Linked DNA regions of Mus musculus: region 2 is linked to region 1. The links are chromatin contacts, called in public Hi-C maps. All regions are on one chromosome and are shown on one strand. Each heading gives the region's core, a stretch centred on a gene start, on an enhancer-like site or on the middle of the called end of the contact. The rest is flanking DNA. Distances are from core to core; before and after follow the strand shown.

Region 1 (6,167 bases), core at 1,825-4,324:
ATGTACACTAAGCTTACAATCCCAGTCCCTCGATTTATATCCTCGCCCTTCTTCCTCCCCGATTTATATCCTCACCCTTCTTCCTCCCCTTTCTTCTATCTGACAATGGATAACAGCCACCTCTCTCACCTCTGTGAACACTTTAAATCTCCTACAAAAGAGACCTCAAGAGGCTCTGACAGGAGCTGCTCTTTAAAAATCTCAACTTAGGGTGGGACAGCCTGATTGACCAGTCCTGGTGCACCTCCAAAATAAAACAATTAGACAATTGTAGGTTTGGTCTTTCTCCTTGAAAGTCTCAGATTAACCAGTTACCTGCCATATGGGTGCTGGGAATCTAACCCAGGCCTCTGGAAGAGAGCCAGTGCTCTTACCTGCAGGGCTGTGTCTTCTGTGACATCAGATGGCATTTTTGAAGGACCTGTCAGTTATCCTCCTTTACCCTGGCCTCCCAGCCCCACCCCATTTCATCCTTCTTTATTCATTTTTCTTTTTCCTCCTTTATACCACACTGTATTTTCTTTCTCTCCCATGGGCAGAGTCTCTTTCTCCCACAGTGGGCCCTCACCAGTGTCCAATGAGTATCCCAAATGAAGCTCACATATCTAATGATTCACAGTGACTCTCTGCATTTGGGGAGAGAACAAGCAGTTTTGGATTTTTTGGATCCATTCACTGACCTGAGAACTTCATTTTTTAAAAAAAGGAGCTAAAAGATGACATTGTGTAAATGTACCACATGTTCATTCCATTCCATCAGCTGACAGACATCTAGACTTCTCCATTTCCTTCCCATTGTGAATGGAGCAGCAAATGAACTGGAAACAGCAAGCATCCCTACAGGACCCGGGTAGCCCAGACATTCATGCTAGTCAATGACACATTTGACCACGTGAAAATAACAAGCATCTGTACAGTAAAGGACACCATCATTTGAGTGAAGGGGTAGCCTACTGCACGGGAGTGAAATCTTTACCAGATACACATCTCACAGAGGTTTCTGTGTCTGGAATATGAAAAACAAAACAAAACAAAACCCTACAAAAAAAACCAAAAAGATCAAGAGAATAAACAACCCAAATTTAAAATCTAGGGCACAGAACTAAACAGAGCATTCTCAAAAAGATAAAAGACAAATGGCTGAGAAATATTATTTCAGATGTCTAACATCTTTACCCATCTGGGAAATACAGCTTGAAATGCCTTTGAGATTTCATCTTATCCCAATCAGAATGGATAAGAAACAAACAAGCACACACACACACACACACACACACACACACACACACACACACACACACACACCAGTGTGCTAGCATTTGCTAGTGTGGCTGTGAGGAAAATGGAGCATTCCCCTCATTGCTGGTGAGAGTGCAGACTGGCACAGCTACTATGGAAATCAGCGTGGAGGGCAACTCAAAAAGCTGGAAAGAGATCTACCACAGGATCCAGCTATTCCACCACTGGGCATAAACCCCACAGGACTCTACATCTTACTTCAGAGATTTTTGTCTGGAGGTTTTGTTTGGTTTTGCTTGTTGTTTATTGTTTTGGGGGTTTTTGTTTGTTTTTTGTTTGTTTGGTTTTTTGTTGTTGTTGTTGTTTTTGTTTGTTTGTTTTTTGTTTTTGCGTGGGATGGGGGAGAACAGAAGTGCTTAACTAACTTGAGCCACCTTTAAGTCTTCATATAGAAAAAGGAATTACCGATTGCATCCCCTTGAACCACTCTGTTCCACCTGAGGGGGAAGATTGGAAATTATGAAGTATACAATCTAAGCAAACATAGGTCTTACAGAAAGGCTGAGGCCTGATTCAACACCAGTGTTCTTCTCACTATTCTGCATGACTGGAGCCTGAAGGGTGTTGACCACAATCCAAATGCCTCTTGCCTCTACCCCACCCCCAGCCTCATTAGTTCATTACTGAAGGCCAGTTTGTCCGTCCTCATATTCAGCCAACTATGTCTGTCCTTCAACAACAACAAAAAATTTCAAGGTCAAGTACTGGAAATTAAAATAAATAATCAACCCAGTGTGAAGAGACCGAAGGAACAGCCCAAGAAGCAGAGGTAGATATGCAGGACATCATCACACTAGTAACTTTAACTAAGTACATCTATGCAATCATCACAGTAGTAACTTTAACTAAGAACACCTATGCAATCATCGCACTAGTAACTCTAAGAACACTTACGCTATCATCATAGTAGTAAGTTTAACTAAGAACACTTATGCCAGCAGCTTTATTGGAAAAAATAGACACACAGAAGGACACCAGGGTAATGTAATTAGAGACATAGACTTTTTGAAATAGAATAGAAAAGATACTGGTGTGGGGGAGGGGGAGGCATCTTATCGAATGTAAAAGCCTTTGGAGAGCATATTGGTGGACTGCATGGAGCTGCAGATTCCATGAGCTTGAGAACGTTGCAGTAAAAACTATCAAAATTCAAAGAAAAAAAAATAAGAAAACCCCAGCTAAGGAAAAAAAATCTTTTTTTTTCCCCCCCGAGACAGGGTTTCTCTGTGTAGCCCTGGCTGTCCTGGAACTCACTCTGTAAACCAGGCTGGCCTCGAACTCAGAAATCTGCCTGCCTCTGCCTCCTGAGTGCTGGGATTAAAGGCTTGCCCAACCGCACTCAGCGGGGGGGTGGGGGGGTGGGGGGTGGGGGTGGGGGAGTCTTAAGCACATCTCTCTGTTTCCCTTAACACAAATTCTTAAATTCTATTAAAACATCTTCTTAATGAACTGCAACCTTACTTCATTAGAAAAAAAAAAAAAAAAGAGCAAATGGCCAGGCCAGGATATATGCGGAAGTATGAAAATGAAGCATGGGTATACAATGAGAATATTATATGGGAACGTGGAGGGAGATAGAAAAGACATATCCGAAACAATATATGGTTGGGAAGTTCCCTCATGTTAAAAAAAATAGACGAAGCGAGAACTTTGAATGGTAACCATGTACTGAAACATGTAAATCTGAAATGTGTCTGGAGAAGACAAAAGGATAGTGCTGCTAAAAGGCTCAGTGGTGGGAAGAATGGTTAGGCTGAGCACAGAGGGCTGTCAGAGCTGCACAGGGTTCCCATGGGGGCGTGGGCGTTGCAGCTGTCTAAAGCCTTAGGATGCACAGGAGCAAGAGTGAACCCCGATGTTGCCTGAGAACTCAGGAGGCTAACGACATGGCACCATAGCCTCCTTCTTATGACAAGTATACATTCTGTGCTTTTGGTTCAGTTTCCTTCTGAACATTTTTCTGGTCCTCCACAATCAAGTTTATTTCCCTTTAAATTCTCTGGGGTAAAAGCTGATACTCTTTATTCATCCAGGAAAAAAAAAATGTGATTGGAGAGAATTTCTTGTATATTCTCAGATAAGGGAGCTAGCCGTCTTTAACTAAAATCCCTCAGTTTGTATTGATGGAGCTGTATACACTCCAAGTGTGAAGAGTGTTCTCAGATTCACACAGCTAGACACTGGGTCCCTTGCCATGGCAACCTTGTCTTGATAAAATTCGGGGCCTTGTCCAAGTGAGTCATGCTTTGCTTCTGGTAACCACAAAGTGAGTCTCTTCCCTGACCCCTGCAGCAACAAATGTTTGTGCAAGGAAAAGACGGAATGTTTCCCGAGTGTGTGGGTTGTAAACAGAACAAAGGGGTTATCTGCAATTCTAGCTAAAAATAGATTGTAGTTAGCAACAGCATTCACATGAAGGCTCAGTTCCAGGGACGCTTCAGATAAAAATTGTTTAGAAAATTTTCTAAAGATGAATTCAAGCATAATAGAAAATTAGTGCCTTTCCTCCCCTCAGATCTCCGCTTCGGTCTTGAGTTTCCCCATGTATCCTACTAATTGTAGACTTACTGTACGTCCTCATGCAATAATATGATTGTAACATTTCCTCAGATCTTGTTATAGAATATTAAGTGCCCCTCAAGGAATTAAATCCACTTTCCAGCCAGGAGCTAACAGGAATGCTCTGAGCGCTGTCCGCTCAAGGTGAGAGCAGGGATTCATTATTTAGCTCTCTTGCTTAGTGGATACAGAACACACTGTAAAATAAAACAATTCTGCGATAACATTTGGAAATAACTCCATGGTGTAATACTGGGAATATTTCTTTTGTCAATGTAAATGAAGATGTCTTTATACACTTGGTATGAAGAGGTTGTCATTTATGTATGAATTTTGAAGGGAGAAGAGAAGCATTATTGCAATAATTTCTCTAATAGACAACCAGTGGGCCACAGGACACTGAGTATGCATGTGATGTCATTCACGATGTCCGTAGAAGATTGTTTGTGTGTTTTCTTCTGGCTATTGACATGCTTGTACATTACATATGTATAATATAAAACATATATGTATGTGTCTATGTATATGTGTACATTGGTGGACCATATGATATCTTACCTCATAAAGTATATACATCAAGTCTGTGCACATGGACCATGTAGACTGATATTTTATTCCTCAGCAATTGTAAAGGGTTTTTCAGGATTCCGCTATATTTTTAAAAAATAAAATTTCAAGAACTCCTGTGTGGTTGTGTTTACATTTATTGCTGTTTGCTTGGTCAGATATTAAAACTCAGAAAAATTAAAATTAGTACATTTATCGAGTTAATTTAAAATAAGAAAACTACTAGGTAGTGTTGCAGGTGTCTAACAAAGAACCCCACATTTTAAAAGAAAGAAAATGTGTTAAGAAAAGCTGTTGCCCATTCTCACATCATCTCTTCAGTGCATGATTTAATAGGAAAGAGCTGCATTCCTGCATCTCCTTTTATTCTATCAAGATATTGATTTGGTTGAAGCTTACGAAGAACGGGGAGAAGAGGGAGAAAATTTCATAGTCTTCCGGACACCTGCCAATATTTTTCTTTGTAGCTACCCAAAGATGTGGCAAGTGTGAGCTCACTGAAAGCTGTCTTCATTGTCAAACTTTGATTTCGCCATCACCTGTACAACCTATTGAAAAAACAATTGCAATTTGTTCTTGAGGCATCTTGTTGGCCTTAAACCTACAATCTAGCTCACACTCGCACTGACTTAGGATGTTCGGCTTCAGCTGTCCACATGCTGTGGTTAAAGGCATATTCCAGCCCCATTTCCTTTGCTCAGCAACTGAAAAGCTTCATGAGTCACAGGGGATTTCTTTTTCTCCTAAAAAAATACAGTCTTGCACTGGTCAACAGGCAGACCGTTTCAGTGATTTCTTCAGATTTTCCAAGAATGATACATTTTACTATGCAATACCACACCCACCTTTGCCAGTATCATCTCTGGATTTGTGAAGGAAAAAAAAAGTTGACTGGGAAGCCGTCAAGCTCAAGGAAGCAAATACGAGCATCTAGAATTTTTATTTTTGCTTTAAGGTTTGAGTTTTATCATTAGTTAAAAAAAAAAAAATAGTGTCATCTCTTCCCCTTGAAGTGACACCTTGCTTCATTCACTTTCACGACATCACCTGTCAAGTTCCAGAGTCTGAGTAAGCCTGCCTTGTCTGTCAGTGCTTTCAAGTAAAATGCTGTTCTGTGGCAAGTGCAGCTGGCTGCCTTTGCAACTCAGACACTAACCACTTTCCTCAGGTGGCACATACCGCTGAAGGCTCTTCCTGTACTCGCCATTTTGTGGCACAATTAATTTCACATTTCAAATGGGGGTAAATATTGAAAGAAAAAAATCAGTGGTTAAATTCATGAAACAAATTTTTTGGTGGCTATATCTGGCACAGATTTAAATAAAATAGGAGTGAAAAATTAAACGTACGGTGCACAGGACACTTGTCCTAGTGAGGGTTTCTATTCCTGCACAAACATCATGACCAAAAAGCAAGTTGGGGAGGAAAGGGTTTATTCAGCTTATACTTCCACACTGCTGTTCATCACCAAGGAAGTCAGGACTGGAACTCAAGCAGGTCAGAAAGCAGGAGCTGATGCAGAGGGGTGTTTCTTACTGGCTTGCTTCCCCTGGCTTGCTCAGCCTGCTGTCTTATAGAACCAAGACTATCAGCCCAGAGATGGTCCCACCTACAAGGGGCCTTTCCCCCTTGATCACTAATTGAGAAAATGCCCCACAGCTGGATCTCATGGAGGCATTTCCTCAACTGAAGCTCCTTTCTCTGTGATAACTCCAGCTGTGTCAAGTTGACACAAAACTAGC
Region 2 (6,167 bases), core at 1,261-3,760, 88 kb after region 1:
GTGTGAGTGAAGTATTAAACAAGAGAAAATAATACATTTGTCATACATGTGTTCTTCAAAACTGTTGTAAAACTGCTTACATTTTAGAACAATAGATTCTTGGAGTTGTTGGGGAGAGTAGATGTGACCAAAATACACTCTGTGAAATTCTCAAAGAATTAATAAAGATGTACCTAAAAAGAAGAATAGTTTCCCATATTTTGTGCCCATAAGGGCAGAGTTCTCACTGCTAGTAGCCAATAAAATAGAATTAGCCAAGTTTTAACTTTCAGTAACCACATAGTTGGTGTCTTCTTTGAGAGGCCACATAATGTGCGTTTACTTATTTGTATTTAATTATTCCTATTCAGGTTTTCAAAGGCTAAGCTCATTTAAGACTATTATAGTGGATTGGGAATCAATTTTATTTCTTATTCTTAAGAGTCAGGCACAGAATTATAAAAGTGCCTCCTATCTGTCTCTGTGTCTCCTTCACATATACGTTTATGATCACATAAAATATATCAGTTTTTAAGGATCTCAGGTCCATATTTGCCTGCAATCCTCATATTACAGATACACTAAATTCTTCAATTTAATTTTGTATTTAAATTTGGTTGAAATCCAACTTTAGCCTTCAAGGGGGCAAAGAGCTTTTGAGTTTGTGGTCTATCGTTGTGCGTTCTAGCCCATTTCTCTGAGTGATGACAGCTTAAGTTATTTCTGTTCCTTCCAGAAATAGCAGAGAGTACTTGTTTTTAAACACTACATCCTTTAAAAGCACAATTTGAGTTTATTTTTCAGCGTATGTCATCTAAGCCATAGAAACATTTGATTGTCTTATGGCAACTCATTGTGTTTTATAGTCTATCATTGCTTTGTATGTGTGAAGTGTTAAGATCAGTGTGTGTGAAATGCTTTTGTGTGCGACGTTCCCTTATAAGGAGGAAAGAAGAAGTAGTTACAGAAATCAGTGTATTTACTTTCTCAAGCATAGTCTCTCTGCACCCCCCACCCTCACCCAGCTCCATAGGTTACAGGGGCAGAAAGTACAACCAATACTTAGGAAGTAGCTGAGCCTTAAGAAGAGAAGCATCTTACCACGTGAGGCTTGCGTGTGCTTGTATTTCAGTTTGGATGTCTGTGAACTATGTGAAGTGACCTGTTTTCATCTTAGAGCTGAGTTACCCTACAGTCGTCTCTTTTTCTTAGATTCCATGGTGATTTGTTTGTTTGGCTTCTCTTGTTAAATTTAATTTATTTATTTGCAGTGACAACCATGATGGTGCTTGTCTCCTACTACAATGTAAAAAAAAAAACCTACCAAATGTTGCTGGTTAGAAAAGTTGTACAGCTACTTTACTGTACTGGGTGGTTGTGTGTCAACGTGACACGGCTGGGGTTATCACAGAGACAGGAGCTTCAGCTGGGGAAGTGCCTCCATGAGATCCAGCTGTGGGGCATTTTCTCAATTAGTGATCAAGGTGGAAAGGCCCCCTTGTGGGTGATGCCATCCTTGGGCTGGTAGTCTTAGTTCTATAAGAGAACAGGCTGAGCAAGCCAGGGGAAGCAAGCCAGTAAGAAACACCCCTCTGCATCAGCTCCTGCTTCCTGACCTGCTTGAGTTCCAGTCCTGACTTCCTTGGTGATGAACAGCAGTGTGGAAGTGTAAGCTGAATAAACCCTTTCCTCCCCAACTTGCTTCTTGGTCATGATGTTTGTGCAGAAATAGAAACCTTGACTAAGACACTTACTGAAATGTGCAAGCTAAAAACTCTTGTAACACTCAAACTGTTTTAATAGTGTGTGTAATATCTCAAAGATACCACTTTTCCCTTAAAAAAAAAAAAAGACTTTCAGGACTAAACAGATGGCTGGTCTCTCAAGGGACCCAGACTGCATTCTGTACTCCAGTCCAGGGTACTTAACATCCTCTTTTAGCCTCTGTGAGCACTGCATGTTGTATAGACATACATGTAGGCAAAACATTCACACACACACACTAAAATAAAATAAAAAGATTCATATTCAAATATCCCATTTACCTAGCTTTTCATATTATGTTATTAAAATTAAATGAAATTTATAGGTGCCCAAATGCCTCATTTAGTCTTATTGAAAAAGTTCATAAAGAGTCAACATTTATAGGTGTTTCAATTTTGTTAACTGTAAGTCATGAATGGCACCTGGTATTTCAGCTGAAAGAGCTGCCTCAATCCAAGAACAGGATTCACTATGACAATAACATCTGGTAGAAAGTATTTTCAAATATTCTAAGCGATGTTGTTGGCAAAGGGTGGCTTCCAGTGGGACAGAAAATCTTTATGATCTTTATGGCAATCTCTGAAAGTGCTGAAAATAAAATTGATGTTGTTTGCTTTCATGCCATTCTCAGAACTACAGAATAAAGACAGAAGTCTTTAGCGTGACTTCAAAAAAAAAAAAAAAAAAAAAAAAGGAAGCCACAAGTCAGACCGTTACCACAAACAGATTGCCAGAGAATCTGAGGGTGTGTGTTTCATTCCAAGAACGTATTCCTACTTACTCTACATTCTTCGTCCAGTCAGGAGGATTGCTCAATGTCATAAATACACAGTTGGTCAAAATAGTGCACATGATAAGCATGCTGAATAAAGTAGGTTGTAGTTAAGGAATAAATGTCAATTCATTTTTAGACGCCTAAGAACTATCCAACACAAAAGATTCAGAAGCACAATTTAACTGTGAAATTAATCTTACGTGGCTGGGTTCAGACCATGGTTAATAAGAAAATTCAAAGCCTCCCTTAAGGCCCAGTATTCTCTCTAAAAGATTAGGAACTGCTTAGGAATTCTCTTGTAAATAGATACAGAAAGCAGCCTCACAGTGATGTCACTCAGTTCTTGATGGTTTATAGCACTCTCTGAAGGGGATGTTTTGCGCTAACAAGGTAGTATCATTAGCTGTTCTGGTAGGGATATTGTTTTTGATGTTTCAATACAGATTTCACTGCACAGAAGTTCATGTGACAAATACTTTTATTTTAAAATATAAACACCTTCTAATATCAAGCCTGAGAATGAGAGAGTTCATATGGATTTCAAAGAATTATCTCCTGTTTCCTGTGTCCACAAGATAATGTATTTTACTTTATATAAGCCTGTAAGGTAGACTATAGAAAATGTGTACTACTGAACACTATTTTAAAGGTATTTTGTCATTACTCCAGGGTCTACTGCAATCTATGCTTATTCTTCCCATAACATGAATGTTGTACTATGATAGTTTGCACCTGTATATGCCATACTGGGAACAAAACTTGTCCCCTTGAACATGCTGGGCTAGTTTTGTACCACTGAGTCACATCACAGACCCATAAAGAATTTTAAGGTTGTTGACTTTTTGATATATTATTATCCAAGTACAGAGACACATAGCTGTTTTGTGAATGTTTCCAGGAGGAAAAAAGAAAAGAGGGAAGAGAACAAGAAAAAAATGGAGGACATGGGGGAAGGTGGGAGAGGAGGAGGAGGAAAAAGGGGAGTAAATTTGCCGAGGATGGATAGCCAATTAAGGTATGAGTGTCGGAGTATTTGGTAGTACATATAGTGACACCGACTATATATACCATATAGCATAACACACTATAATAACTGTAGTAGGCTAGACTTCTTCAGCAATAGTAAATTATTTCATTGAGGATGAGAAATGGAAAGAGGATTTGCTCTTATTTCTGTCATTATAGTATGGTTAGTTCATTGACAAACTTGCTAACATATTTCATATTTGCTTCTAGAACTAATAATTTTATGGTAAACTCTGTATACTTCATAAACAGCAGAAGGCCAATGGAAATCAATAGCTTAAACTAACAGTGTTACCATTTGCTGTAAAGAAATTTTATAAATATAAAAAGCATGAGAAGGGCATTTCATTGAAAACCAACTGTTAGAAATGGCACTTTCACATGAAAAGGATATGAGTGTACCAAAATCTTAATAGCAATTTTCCTAACGGGGTTTAGTGGAGTTAAAATATACAAGGCGGAGGTGGCACTGAATCGAAAAATTGCCTTCCCTTTATTCAACACTACAAAAGTCTGAAAAAGAAAACATGAGAGAGAGAGAGAGATTACCAAATTAGACATGCAGGCTTATTTGAAGCATTTATAACACACATCGAGAACTTTTACCTGACTTTTTTTGTACAAATGTGTTCATTTAGGCCAGTTGGAACATAACCAATATCTTGTTTACTAGACACAGACTAAGCGTTTCTCCCCTACACATACAGACACACAAAGGCCCACTGGGCTGCTACCTTATCTATCTCTTAGCCCCCAAACGTGTTGATACATACAAACTGATAGTCTTACACATTTTCAAAACTCAAATTAAAGAACTTTACAAGGTTCATTTCTATTTGAGGCTTACCATCTGTCTCCAGCTTTGGTAACTTTTCAGATCATTCAGTATATATAAGTGTTAAAATAATCTTTTATCAGTATCATTATTTAATTACAGAATTTATTGAAATTAATAACTTCAAACCTTCTAACCCTAGCTTGTGGTAGCCTCCCATCATTTTTGTAGCAGCTGAATTGATCTAAGACATTGAAATAAGTTATCGAACCAGATTTTGTGTTTTAAGAATGATCCACTTCATAGCTTGTACTGAGAAAAGACAGCTGCGTTGAAAATTAATTTTAAATATATGACTTCAAAGACCAAGCCACAGTTAAAGGTCATAATCTGAAACATACAACATCATCTTAGCATTTAAGCTATGCAGACCCATGACTACCTCTCAAGAAACCCAGGATGGATCATCCTTTATTTTTTACCACTAGAGTCATCTCTGTTCCAGCCATTTAATCCACTTGTCAGTCCCACTCAGAACCTATCAATCTGTCCCTCCAGCTGTGATTCACATGGTGATAGACTCAGTGAAGAGAGCAATACCTGTAGCAAGGTCTAACTAACTATGCAAGGTTATCCTACCTGTCATGACCCTCATGCTAGGATGTCCTGGTTCTTCAGAATTGTCAATATTTAAGTTTAGGAGTATGGCAGATATTTAGGTGTTTTCAACATTCTCCTTGAGTAATTCTAATATGCAGGCGGTCTTATTATCCAATCTCTTTTTTCCACTCTCAGTACCCAAATCACTCCCTCCTTTACATTTTCCCAAATAAATCACGCTGCCTTCTGATCATTCCTTAGCTGGTTCTCCTGCCACTAACCCTTAGTGTATTACTTTGTACTCTCTCATACGTTGCTGGTAATCATCATCAGGTAGCAATTTCCACACGGGGTTCATTTGTAGGAGAACCTGGTTAGGTGCTTTTATAAATGACTGAGCACAAAGAGCCTGCAGTTTATGGCTGCATTTCCCCCCACAGTTTTTAATAGCGTGCTTTGCCAATAAACGCTGTTCTAATTAAATATGGGTTTACCTTTAAGGCACTGTTCACCTTCATGACATCTGTTGTATGTACTGATTTACTTAATAATATGTTTGCACCCTTTTACTAAGGCTACATCACATACATTCACAGCAACCCGCAACAGGCTCTGTTTGAAGAGGCAGGCAGGAATGTTTATACTGTGAGCAGGGACAACAAGCAACCCTTTTACCGCCCTTCTGTGTTTAAGACCATTGAGCCAACTGTTACTTAACTAACCATTTTCAATGAGCTGAGCTCTATAAATTCTAGGAAGAGGGCAAGTAAACTATCCCTTACTAGCATCAAGATTACCTGCAAGTGACAATGAGCCTCGCTAAGCCTGCCCTTGAACTGTAGTAGCGTAAGTGGGCTGTCATGAATTCAGAGTACAGTACAGCGATCAAGATCCATTTAGGCATCAGCGGCTGCAATTGTGTGTAAAAGTCCCCAGTGATTTAAAGTGCATTAACTCATGCTCTTTTAAACAATTTCCCTGAAAAAGCAATTTCTGCTTGCAACATTAAAAAGGGGGTGTGTATTTTGAAATATCTCCCAAAATAGACTACGCAAGAATGAATTGTCCTTTAAATATGAAATCCTCTGCTTCTCCTGCAAGGTTAGGCTGTGGGTGCTAGTGGCTCCCATACTGGTGAACATAGTGCATCTACTCTGAAGGTATAACTGTGCATACCCTGAGAGTTGAGAAACAAGGAGTAAAATTCTAATGATCTACGTAGTGAAAGAATTACAGGGTGATGTTTGA

Evidence for each region. Hi-C and Micro-C count contacts between places; a contact is called where the count stands out from the background.
Region 2: a Hi-C map of myocytes shows a contact between it and region 1, with 1.7 times the contacts expected there. The contact joins two enhancer-like sites. A contact is called at or near these places in 1 of 39 promoter capture datasets (pre-B cells), 3 of 484 Hi-C or Micro-C datasets (LSK cells, myocytes and nephron progenitors), 1 of 115 datasets of contacts at active chromatin or transcription factors (embryonic stem cells) and 3 of 9 other capture datasets (adipose tissue, liver and pancreatic islet).

The regions. Positions count from the first base shown.
Region 1 is chr2:65,438,212-65,444,378 of GRCm38.p6, forward strand. No RefSeq gene overlaps it. Among named protein-coding and RNA genes, the nearest start is that of Gm34739, 26 kb to the left of the region's middle. Within about 2 kb of position 3,075, at least 59 of the 459 cell types and tissues checked have an H3K27ac peak or open chromatin away from gene starts, as enhancers often do. A contact at or near this core is called in myocytes, where this site is marked.
Region 2 is chr2:65,526,866-65,533,032 of GRCm38.p6, forward strand. It overlaps Scn3a (sodium channel, voltage-gated, type III, alpha), which reads right to left. Exons shown (of 27, transcript NM_001355167.1): 3 at 3,939-4,057; 4 at 2,525-2,614. Among named protein-coding and RNA genes, the nearest start is that of Gm34833, 24 kb to the right of the region's middle. Within about 2 kb of position 2,511, at least 17 of the 459 cell types and tissues checked have an H3K27ac peak or open chromatin away from gene starts, as enhancers often do. A contact at or near this core is called in myocytes, where this site is marked.